Regions from separate parts of the Triticum aestivum genome. Here regions 2 and 3 are each linked to region 1. The links are chromatin contacts, called in public Hi-C maps. All regions are on one chromosome and are shown on one strand. Each heading gives the region's core, a stretch centred on a gene start, on an enhancer-like site or on the middle of the called end of the contact. The rest is flanking DNA. Distances are from core to core; before and after follow the strand shown. Region 1 holds the start of LOC123097119 (angio-associated migratory cell protein-like). Region 2 holds the start of LOC123097130 (probable WRKY transcription factor 57). Region 3 has its middle 160 kb from the start of LOC123097108.

Region 1 (3,861 bases), core at 558-3,057:
ATGTTAAACCATCATAGAAGTCATTCTGTTATTTACATTTAAGATCAACTTCTAGTTTCACTGAGATTAACTTAGAACACAAGTTAGTAGCAGAAATATAAATACACCATGATCCATAAGTTCCTCTGAAATCTGAACAAATATGTTGATAGCTAAAAACAGATTGTCACATAAGGTGAAAATTTTCACGCGTTACGTTCCAAAATCGCCACATGTCCAGACTGGGGTGATATATTTATACCGTACTAAGAGGTAGCTTCATAACGTTAACATATATCAAATTAAATAGCATTAGAGAAAATTACTCAGTACCATCAGGTGTAAAATCGCCACATGTCACTGTGTTACTGTGGCCAGCAAATGTATTCACAAAGGCATTGGTGTCCGCATTCCACATCCATATGTTGAAGTCCTCTGATCCAGCAATTATAACGTGACTTCGCAGATCCCATTTAAGCCACTACAAAACCAGAGGCATATAATTAATCATATATACAGTTTAACAGCAGGAAACACGGATTTTGCAATTGAAACAGTTAGGGGGTATGTTCAGCTAAACGGATTAAAGTGATCAGCGTCATCTCACCTCAAAGCCTGATTCAGAGCCCTCAAGGGTTCCCTGAAGTGTTCGTGTAGCTGTATTCCATACATTTATCTGTCCATCCATACTTCCACAAGCCACTAATTTCCCATCTGAACTGAAAGCCACAGTGCTGACAGTATCGTTATGTCCTGTATCGGCACCAGATATTATATAAGCTTCATAGACAATTCTAGCGATGCATCCGCAAATTAAGGTACAAAAGCCGATGCAACAGGAACATAAATATAAAGATTTTCCTAAAAAAACAAAGAAGAAGACTTGCTGCAATATATAATATGTTTGGAGTTACAGCTAACAGAAATAGAAACAGCACATTTAAGAACTAATAGTAAAAGTGATAAGCATAGGGAAAGTCCCGAGAAACATTTACATACAAGAAATCGACTAAGGAATGTCCCAATTAGACTAAGAAAATGAGTCAGCATACCAGGCAGCTCTTGAACATCCTCTGCAGATCCAATCCTCCAAAGAAACCCTCTGTCATCTTTACCTCCAGAAACAACAAGTGATGCATCTACAGGACTGCACGCAGCAGCAAATACCTCATCTGTACCCAAAATAACAAGAGCAGCTATTAATATATGTGATTTTCAATGCAAAGGTGTTCTGGAAGCGGACGATACAAGAGACGACAAATTGCTTGGTGTATCAAACGTATAAGTGCAAACAATAAATCATAGTCACAAGACATTGTGAGCTAGTTGGTTCAGCGAGATCTTGCCTGTATGCCCATGAAATGCATATGCTGAATGATCCTCAACCTCATCTGAAACAACATAAATTAAAAGGCACTTGAATTACTAGCACATTATACTGTCTAAATTGCACGTGAACTACTGTAGTTGTTTTCTCCGACACTTTTTATGGTTCGAAGGTAGTAACAGAAAAGGCACATACCCATCATGTCTTGGTCCTGCTCGTCATCATCGTCTTGGTCGGGGAGATCTGAGCAAGGAAAAATTAAGCACGGAGCAAGCAGAAGTAAGGAGAGACTACAAGCTGTTTCTGTGTATGACATGCTACTTGTATAGGTAGTAGTATTGACCTTCCTCGTCCAGGGGTATCTCATTGATGATGTCATCGTCGTCGATGAAGACCTCCTCCCCTTCGGAGCCTTCACTCATGACCGCCGCCGCACGGATCATCGTTGCTGTGAGCGCCTACCTTTTTTTTTTTTGAGGATTAGGGCAAGCCCTACCTGGGGGTCGCCCTATGTATTGAAGCGAGCACGAGGGAGACCGCTCGCTCACCGAGTCACACAGTAGGATTCCGCATGGGCCAGCCCAATACATGGTAAAAGCTTGTTTGCTCTTCATTTTTTGGCCCAGCTGACACGGTAGAATCGTTTTGACGTTAGGTAAGGTGTTTATTTTATTTTTATTTTGTAAGCAATGTTCATGATTTTTATAAAAACTTAAAAGATTTTAAATGTGTTCATTATTTTTTCTAAGTTTCAGATTTGAAAGTTCCATGACTAAATAACTTTTAGTTTTTTTAAAAAAATCATGATTTCGAAACAGGTTCAGATTTAAAAATTGTAAAATGTTTCAGATTTAAAATTTTCAATTTTTTTGAATATTTCATTTTGGAAAATGTTTTAGGATTTTATAAATTGATCATCGTGTGGAAAATATACAGATTAAAAATGCCCATGATTCATAAAAGTTTCAAATCTTAAAATTCATTCACCGAGTAAAAATAAAAGGTAATAAAAACCATAAATAATTAAACATGAAATGAAAAGAAAAACGAAAGCAGAAAGAAAAATAGAAACGTACAAATAAATATTGAACAGAAAAGAAAAAACCGGCGGAGATAGGCCAGCCCACGCAGGGAACTGATGCGCGTGAGTCGTACTAAGACTTCCACTAAGGGAAACATAGTGCTCGCGCTAGCCTGGTCGCTTAACCAATCTAGTCCAACCTAGTGACAGGTACGAGCAATGCTAGACTTACGAATAGATATTCTACGTAAGCTAACGCCTAACGGGCAGGCATATGTGAAGGATTGCTATTGGACTTAAGATGGTGATGGGGCCCACCCCCCTAAAATAAGGGGGGGCAGAGATAATTAGCAAGAAGGATTTACATAGAACTTTCGCAGGTATTGTCCAACCCGAACTAGACTTATTACGAAATCAGCCTATATCGAGCAGTACAACGGGAATATAAATCCACAGTTACATCCCACCGCCTCTGTGATCCTGGGCGGCTGCTGCTTTTTTGCCGCATAGTGCACGTAATCATCCCTGTAGCTAAAAAACACCGCTAATTAATCATTTGTGGTTTTTTTTATGTGATGGATGTCTGCATGGCACCGCATTAATGTTCCTCATGTTCGTCCCTTGTGCAGTAATTTTTGATTTTTAAAATTATAAAAAACGTATCTTCTAAACCGCATGTCGAAATTCAGATCCGATTTCACCGTTGAAACTCTCGCGACGTGCTCTTTAAAAGTAGATCTTGCATGGGGATATTTCGACAAACTAGTCTTCCTGCCAATTAAATATCAATGTGTGTGCAATTAGACCATATTGCCGCGCCAACTGAGCATATATGTGTGTAACTAGTCCTGCCAACTAAATATCAATATGTGTGCAACTAGACTACATTACCGCGTCGATTGCGCATATGTGTGTGTGCAACTAGTGTCCTGCCAACTAAATATCAATGTCTCTGCAACTAGACTACATTACAAGCCAACTGAGCATATGTTTGTGCAACTAGTCTTTCTGCCAAGAGTGAAGTCTATTTTGAACCTTCAGGTTGTAGAACTTGTCGGAAACGAACCTCCACCTTCAAATCCCTGAGTCTATACCCTGTCCTCATTAATCCCGGTCAATCTCGACCCTAGACCTGTTTGGCACGCAGGGAAACTATCCATCCCGTCCGGGATCACAGACTACCCTCGCTGACATCCCTGCCCCACATATCATATTCATCTTCATCCTGGTTCTCTGTGCGTGTGCTTCCCCTGTTTGGGCGCGTGTTGGTGGAGAGTCCATAGGAGGCCGACGGCAGCGCTGCTTCCTGAGCGGTGCAACAGGACCATTCCTTCCCTCCGGCGAGATGGCAGTGGGGCGATCTCGGCAGCGACGAGCAAAGATCTACAACTCTAACTTGCATCGATACGGAGCTCTGCGGCAACGACCGGTGGTGTTGGGTCGGCTGGAGATCGTGTGCGCATCTCTGTCTTGGACGATAGTGTCGGCAGAGGTGACGTTGGCCCTATGACGGCGATGATGTCGGCTCCCGAGG
Region 2 (3,665 bases), core at 962-3,461, 140 kb after region 1:
ACCATTTATTTTTTGACTGTGTAGTAGCCAAGAATATTTGATCGTTTGTCAATCTCTTTTTCCAAAAGAACTTGGGGTACAAACTTTGAGTCTGTGGCCAGATTTTGGATCTCTAATAAAAAGAATTTAGCTTTAAACGTAGTTAGTTCTGCTGTCCTTTGGTGTTTATGAAAATATAGGAACTCTATGATTTTCAATAACACCATTTGGACGTCTATTAATCAGGTGTGGAGGCTGATACACAGGATGCTCAAGTTCTGGGTGAATCTGATCCCAGAAACAAGCAAAGACCGAGTGAAAGAGTTCTTGAGTGCTCTGGCGAAGCGGCTTCAGCAACCCTTGATGATCTCATGTGGCTGAAAGCAAATAACCCTGGATTGGATGCTGGTGTATGCTGGGACAACCTCAAGATCTCTGAAGACGGCGGCTTCTTTTCTCCTGCCAAGAAGCGTGACACTGATGGCGAAACCATGGTGAACAGCCCCGTGTCTACCCTCGCTATCTGATGGTCGCCCCAGGCGGCCCTGGGACCACCACTCAAGAGGAGGGGAGCGAGCGAGTTCATGGTGTGACCCTCCCCCCCCCCCCCCCCCCCTCCCCTCCTGTCAGGCGCAAATGTTTTACCTTCATTGTGTTTTTAAGTTTTTGCCCTTTTGGCTCTTGTCGAGCAGGGCTGCTGAATCTGTTTTAAATTTGGACCATGAACTCTACCTTTGTAGTGGTTTAAGACTCTTTATGGTTTCATTCTGGTTAATGAAACCGGGGAGAGGCCTTCATGTTCTTCTAAAAAATTGTCGAAATTGTGCACGTACAACCGTGAGACTCAGAGATGGATCTCTTCGAGGCGGATGGTTCTGTACATATTTATTGCACGGTTGAGTAGGTAGCACTAGTAGTGTAGTGGAGTGTGCGTTACATTCGTCGGGAGGGCTCTCGTGATCGAGCCCACACTGCACACTGCTGTACACGACACTAGTACAAGACGGGGAGAGAAGAAAAGGTCGATCTATATGGACAGATCGATCCAAAAAAAAAGCCCCACGCCTCGAGAAACTGAACCTGATGATCCACCAGTGGTACACTAGTCTAGCTACGAACTAGTGGCTGCACCTGCACCTTGCTGGCCAGCTTTTGGCCGAGATAGAAGCCCCGTGCTGATCTCGACGTGCCCCGTTGTTGGTGGCTAGTCTACTCAGTTGAGTGAGCCTGGCGGCGGGTGCGTGCCGGCGACGAAGAAGCGGCCGGAGGCGGCGTCCTGGCTGGCGTAGTAGACGGTGCTGGGGCTGACGTGGCTGTGCGTGCCCTCGTACGTGGTCACCACGTACGCCGGGTCGTCCCGGTCCCGCTCCACCCGCTTCTTCACGTTGCACCCTTCCGTCGAGCACCGGTAGTAGTTCCTACACGCACACACCAAATGCTCGCTCGTCAGGACTTGGAACGCCGAATTGCAATGTGTCGATGAATTTCTGATCAATTGATACGAGTGTTGATTCCATCGTGTTTAATTTTGCGGTTGGGGATAGGTACCAACCTTGGGTTTGGGCTGTTCTTGACGGACTTCTTGCCGTACTTGCGCCACTTGTAGCCGTCGTCGAGGATCTCGATCTCCGACCTCGTCCGGAACGCGATGCGCTCCGTCCGCGGCCGCTCCGCCGCCGCCGCCGACTCGGCAGCGCTCCTCGCAGTCACCGCGGTCGCCGAACTCGCACCAGCCGCGGCAACGGCCGGCACGGGGACGACGGGCGTGAGCGACGCGGAGAACGCGCCCTCTTCGAAGAGGTACTCGGAGATGTCGAACTGCGCCTCGGGGTCGGCGGCGATCGCCGGCGTGGCGCTGAGCGCGGCGGAGAAGCTGGAGGCCGGGCTGGAGGAGGTGGAGCTGATTCCCCCGTGGGAGAATTGGGAGGACATGGAAGAGAAGTAGCAGCCGTCGCCCACCGCCTGCGCCTGCTGTTGGTAGAGCAGTGGTGCCGCTCCGACTGCCGCCATGACCGAGTTTGACACCGGCGAGAGCGCTTCGTATTTATAAGACCCCCTAAACCGCCGGTGCGCTGCTGCTGCTGCATGGATTGGGTTGGGGAGTGGATTTCGCGGGTAGATTTGTACTAGGAGGAGGCGCTGGTCGTGAGCTCTTGGGGATTTTGGGCGGCTTCCCGGTGAGCTTCGTGCTGAGAAGGTTCGGCGATGGTGAGTGGGTTGCCCGCCCGCCGCCGCAGGCTCGTGCGAGCGCGCGCGTGCCACTTATGGCAGGGTGGGAGAATTGTCTCCGGAACAAAGACTTGCAGAAAGGTCTTCTTTGGCCACGTAGGAGTGTGTGTGGTCCCTCCGATCCGACTCAATTCAAGCAATCAAGCCGCATTCTTTGCGTTGTGCTCAAAATCTCTTTTCTGGACCAGCTTTACTTGATGTGGAAAGCCCACACATTCTAAATCGGCCCACAACGACCAATATCTACATGTTTATACAAAGTAAGTATATTTTTATTGTACAAAGTTTCGTGGAAGTTTATAGAAAAATATATTGATATCTACAACACCAAATTAGTTTCATTAGGCATCTCTAAAGCGGACACTCAAACCGCCCGCGATCGTTCGGACTGCACAGTCTAGACCACAAAGCCATCCAGCGCGGGTCTGTAACGGTCCGCTGAGCAATCCGAACGTACTTTTTTCGGCAAACACGAGACAAAGTTTGGGAGGGGGGGGGGGGGGGCTTTGCGGGAGTCCGGACAGTAGACACGTAGGAATCTGCCAGCCCCAACCCACCCAAACCCCTGCGGACCCTGACTCCATTCTCCCTTTTTTTCTCCTCGGTTTTTCTCTCTTGCCTTAGCCGCTGCTCCACTACCCCGACCGCGACGCCGGACCCCTGTCGGAACTCGACGAAGACGTCACCTCCAGCGGTACACATGGGCTCCATGCCACTTCTCCTCCGCCGTCGTTCCACACCTCTCCTCAGACCGCCGCTCAGGTACCATCCGCTCCTACGATGCTCACCATGCCCGACAATTGTTCGGTGAATTGCCCAAGCTAAACTTTGTGTCCATTCTTCTTTGAAGCAATGGATTCAGATATGTAGTACATATATGAGCACTATGTTGAGTCTTCCGACTCAGTCCGACGAGCATGACTACACGAATGAGACGGCGATGATGTATGCGGTGCTTACAGACGCGGAGCATGCAGCAGAGCATGTTCTTGATTTCAAGGGATTGACCAAGGGTCATCGTGTGCTCAACTACAAACCGGCGCGCGGCCATTTGCCGGTGATGGACGACTACTTTGCCCCTTATGCTCTCTTCGCCGACAATTTTCACTAGCGCTTTTGGATGTGCAAAAAATGTCTTCGATCGTTTGTACCATTGCATCCGATCCTTTGATGACTACTTCATCTTTAAGAAGTATGCCGTGGGAAGGATTGGGTTCTCTTGTCATCAGAGGTGCACGGCCGCACTGCGGATGCTTGCATATGGTGTGGCCGCTGATTCATGGGACGAGTACCTAGGGATGTCTGATAGCACATGCGGACATGCCATGGTCAGGTTTGTGATAGTGCAACTAATCCCTGGGTAGTTTTGGTAATTCTTAACAACATATAGCTCATTGAACTAATGCTCTTTCAAGATGATCATTTCAGAAAGTTCAATGATTGGCATGGCATGGACT
Region 3 (4,051 bases), core at 155-2,654, 180 kb before region 1:
AAAAGTGGATTTCTACAGAGCCAGGATGGTATGGCAAGCTGAGGAAGATAAGAGAAAATACCATCTGGTAAACTGGAAAACCTGTTGTCTCCCAAAACAGCAAGGGGGGCTGGGGATTACAAACCTTGAAATGTTTAACATTGCTTTATTAGCTAAATGACTATGGAAATTAGAGAATGATGAGGGGTTCTGGCTGGGGATTATTAAGAAGAAATATGTTGGAAACAAATGTCTTTCTGGGATTGAACATAAAAACGGAGACTCCCGGTTTTGGTCTAACATTTTGAAAGTTAAAAAATACTTCTATCCCCATGTTAAGAAAAAGTTGGAAGATGGAAAAAATACCAGGTTTTGGGAAGACTGGTGGGTAGGAGATAAACCACTTAAAGAGGCTTATCCCTCTCTATTCTTCATTAGTTGGGAAAAATGACCATGGAATTTTAGTTAGAGAAGCTATCGATAAAGGTTGTGGTGGTTTCACTTTCAGGAGATCTCTCTTTGGAGACACTGAACAACTTTGAAATAGTATGAGAGAGAGATGTGAGGAAGTCTTGATGTATAGTGGGAGTGATAAACCTATGTGGATGCTGACTACAGACAGAAAATTCCCTGTCAAACCATTGTATAGGCATCTGATTAAGACTAATGTGGGGTTCCCAGGAAATTTCTGTGGAAAACCAAAGTACCTGCCAAAATTAAGTTTTTTTTGTGGCTTCTTGCCAGAAAAAGTGTCCTTACTAGAGATAACCTATTAAGGAGAGGTTGGAAGGGAGATAAATATTGTGTGCTGTGTGACAAAGATGAAACAATTGATCATCTATTTTTTTCATGCTCTGTAGCCCGAATAATTTGGGTAATTTGGAGGTGTAGAAACGATATTGTCCTTGATAGAAAAAATATTACTCAGCCAATGGGGATTGTGAAAATGATGTGTGGTTGAATTTCTGATTGGGCTATTTTGCAGAGAAAGGACCCAGAGGAAAGAATGTTGATGATGGGAGCAAGACTCATCGAGCAAGTAGCAAGTGATGTTTACAAGGCGGCACAAGGGTGGCGTTTTGGCGTTCTTCGAATTCAAAAGTGAAGGAAGTCTCTCTTTTGGTGAATTGGCTCAGGATGTGGAAGCCTGGGTGGGCTTCTCAGCAAATCGTTTCGTAGTAGTTCGAGTGTCTGCTGTTAGACAACGACCTCCCTGTTTTTATATCTATGTTTGTCTTTGCTTTGATCTATGTCTGGGCTGTAACAAGATCAGTTTATGAACTGTAACCTGTCGGATGCTTGTTGGTTTTTTTAATAGAAATCGGAAAGGAAACCCTCTTTTGCTAAAAAAAAGAAATCAACACGGCCGGCCAACCTCGAGCGACAGGGACGCCGGCCGGCCGGCCGGGCCAGGTGAACAAATCGAAAGCGGCGCCGATAAATGAACCGATTGACCCGAGGATCCAGCAGCGCCACCGCTTTTCGATCGTATCGGGGCGGGAGCGACAGCCGACGGCGACGTGGAGTGGACACCCCGGGCCCGGCCCCGGTTCCGACGACAAATTGCTGTCGGCGTGTGCATGCGTGCACGCCCGTGGGCGTAGGTGTGCCGGCCGGAGCCTTCCGAGAAGAGAGCTAGGGAGGCAGTAGTGGCCGACGACGTTGCACATGCGATGAGGAAATTTTAAGGCCAACTTCACCGCACGACCCCAAACAGACGTCCGCTTTGTCCGGATTTTGTCCGTTTGAGGGTGCCAATGGGGTCGTGTCCGCCCAGATTTGGGTTTGCGTCGGTCGGGCGCCCACCACAGCACACCCATACCAAATATTGTTCGGTTCGGTCATTTCTTCAAACACATAAAAGATAGCCGGCATCACCCTCCCAAGAGGCCACCGCTCGCCAGGCCGACCGCGGCAGCCCGCACGCCGTGCTCGCCCGTCAGTGACAAACCGCGCACGCGTCGCAGCTTGACCGCTTGCCGTGCCGCCCGCTGCGCTCGCCGCTCGCCGTGCTGCCCGCCGCCCGCCGCGCTCGCCGCTCGCCGTGCTGCACGCGCCCACGGTGGCGGCGGCTGGCTAGCTAGCCCGCACGCAGAACGCGCACACGGCGGCAGCGGATGGCTAGCTAGCCCACACGCGGAACACGCACACGGCCGCAGAGGCTAGCTAGCTAGCAAGCCCGCCGGCATGCACGCACGCTCGCATGCTTGAAGCTATCTAGCTAGCTCACGGGCACGCACGCACGTTCACCTGTCTGACCCGCATCTGCCACACTCGCACGCACCGCATGCTCTCCTCGTCGTGCCTCGCCTGGCTGTCGCGCCCTACTCGTCTCCGCGACGTCGCCACGCCCGCTCGCTCTGCCGCGCGACGCGTGCACCTTCCCCTGCCCGCTCACCGCGCTCGCAGCCGGGCCGCGCCTCGCCTCGCCCTGACCGCGTCCCACGCCTGCTCCATACTGCTGCTGCCGCAGCCGAGCTCTCCGCGGTCTGCCCGCCCTGCCGTACTCGCCGCTCCCCGCCATCCGCCATGCCGCCGTGTCCTGCCCGCCCTCGCCTGCGCCACCGCAGCCTGCCCGCCCCATCGCACCCGCCACCTGCCGTGTGGTGCGTATGCGCGCCGGCCTTGTGTGGTTGGTGGGGCGGTGGGTGAAAAGGAGAGAGAGATGGGTGGGTGGGTGGTGGGTCCCTTTTTGTTTCGATGACAGATGGGGCCATCATCTGCATGCGCGGACGCAACCGGACGCACGGGCGAGAAAAACGTCCGCATTATGTCCGCTTTGACCCCCAAAATCAGACCAAGTTTGGGCCGGGAATGGGTCCAAAGCGGACAGAAAACGGACAAAAGTCCGTTTGCGCCTGCGCGCTGGGCCGTCTTGTATGTCTGCTTTACTCCAAACGGACACATCCGGGCAGAATGGGTCGTGCGGTGGAGTTGACCTAAGAGCTGGTGGTGTACCACTTTTGTTGCTGTCGTGCCCAAGTTAAGTTGCGTCTGCAGGACTGCAGGGCGGCACGGCAAGGTGCACGGGTGGGCGGACGTGACGCGCGCCCATCACCACGCACCCGCCGCGCGCGCACCAGCCGATGCCATCGCCGAGATGCCGAATCGAGCAGCAAGTGAGGAGGGCATAGCACACACACAAACAGGAAAGGAATGAGCCGCCAAAGCGAGTCGATCAGGCCACGGCCCACGGATGATAAAATAGAGGTCAGCGAGCTGCGTGTGTGATCGCCAAACATAGAAAGATTCGGGCGATTGCCGTGACGTGACGGGCATCGATGGTGATCCTTCCTGCAAACAAAACTGTAAAAGATCACCGAGGAATAGTGGCGAAGCTAGAAATTTTGTGAAGCCTGGGCAAACTTGAGCCTAAGTATAAAATAGCTCCAAACATCTGAGTTTGGTCCAAGGAGGGTGAGGGGGGGGGCATAGGCCCCCTCGGCCTCAACATAGCTCCGCCAGTGAAATATGAAGTCAAAACATAAGCCTAGTAGTCGTGCATATGTAATTTTTAAGTAAACTATTATATAACATATTAATGTTCAGTTTCATCGAACAAAATAAAGTTGAGACTTAGACAACATAAGTCTTAGAATGAGGCCATGCATAGGACCAAATCCCATAGGTCTCGGGGTCCCATCCACCCTTCTACTATCGGTTTCCAGGTGTGAGCCAGATATAGAGCTTGGATTTGAATATTGCTTTGGCCATCATGTTGCTAGAAAATTCAAAATTATAGTCATCCAAATTAGGTTCCAAATGTCCTAGAAAACGTTACAAGATAAAAAAGAAGGATTTGTAGTGCAAATAAAGTACGTGTTGTGACTTGTGAGCGTGTTCAAAGTAAAGAACTTTAGAGAATAGAGACGGTCAGATAAAACATACCAATAATATGCTAAAGAAAATCACGAGGGAAAATTCTTGTGGTAAGTGTGAGTGCTTGCTCTACTAACCAAATTTTACCATCTATGAAATTCAGTAATTTCAAAATTGAAGTTAACATGTAACTATCTGAAACAAATCCATAAACCAAAGACTAGACTTTTGAGGCCGTGATCATCACCGGAGG

What was found. Hi-C and Micro-C count contacts between places; a contact is called where the count stands out from the background.
Region 2: a Hi-C map of leaf shows a contact between it and region 1, with 2.6 times the contacts expected there. The contact joins the promoter of LOC123097130 here to the promoter of LOC123097119 in region 1. A contact is called at or near these places in 2 of 5 Hi-C or Micro-C datasets (leaf and root).
Region 3: a Hi-C map of leaf shows a contact between it and region 1, with 4 times the contacts expected there. The contact joins the enhancer-like site here to the promoter of LOC123097119 in region 1. A contact is called at or near these places in 3 of 5 Hi-C or Micro-C datasets (all in leaf).

What each region holds. Positions count from the first base shown.
Region 1 is chr1B:612,579,545-612,583,405 of IWGSC CS RefSeq v2.1, forward strand. LOC123097119 (angio-associated migratory cell protein-like) reads right to left here and starts at 1,808. Exons shown (of 11, transcript XM_044518875.1): 1 at 1,650-1,808; 2 at 1,502-1,549; 3 at 1,326-1,370; 4 at 1,032-1,151; 5 at 587-732; 6 at 313-460. The coding sequence starts at 1,749.
Region 2 is chr1B:612,719,285-612,722,949 of IWGSC CS RefSeq v2.1, forward strand. It overlaps LOC123097130 (probable WRKY transcription factor 57), which reads right to left and starts at 2,212. Exons shown (of 2, transcript XM_044518882.1): 1 at 1,532-2,212; 2 at 850-1,397. The coding sequence starts at 1,989. The coding sequence ends at 1,193.
Region 3 is chr1B:612,403,512-612,407,562 of IWGSC CS RefSeq v2.1, forward strand. No RefSeq gene overlaps it. Among protein-coding and RNA genes, the nearest start is that of LOC123097108, 160 kb to the right of the region's middle. Within about 2 kb of position 1,405, at least 1 of the 8 cell types and tissues checked has an H3K27ac peak or open chromatin away from gene starts, as enhancers often do. A contact at or near this core is called in leaf, where this site is marked.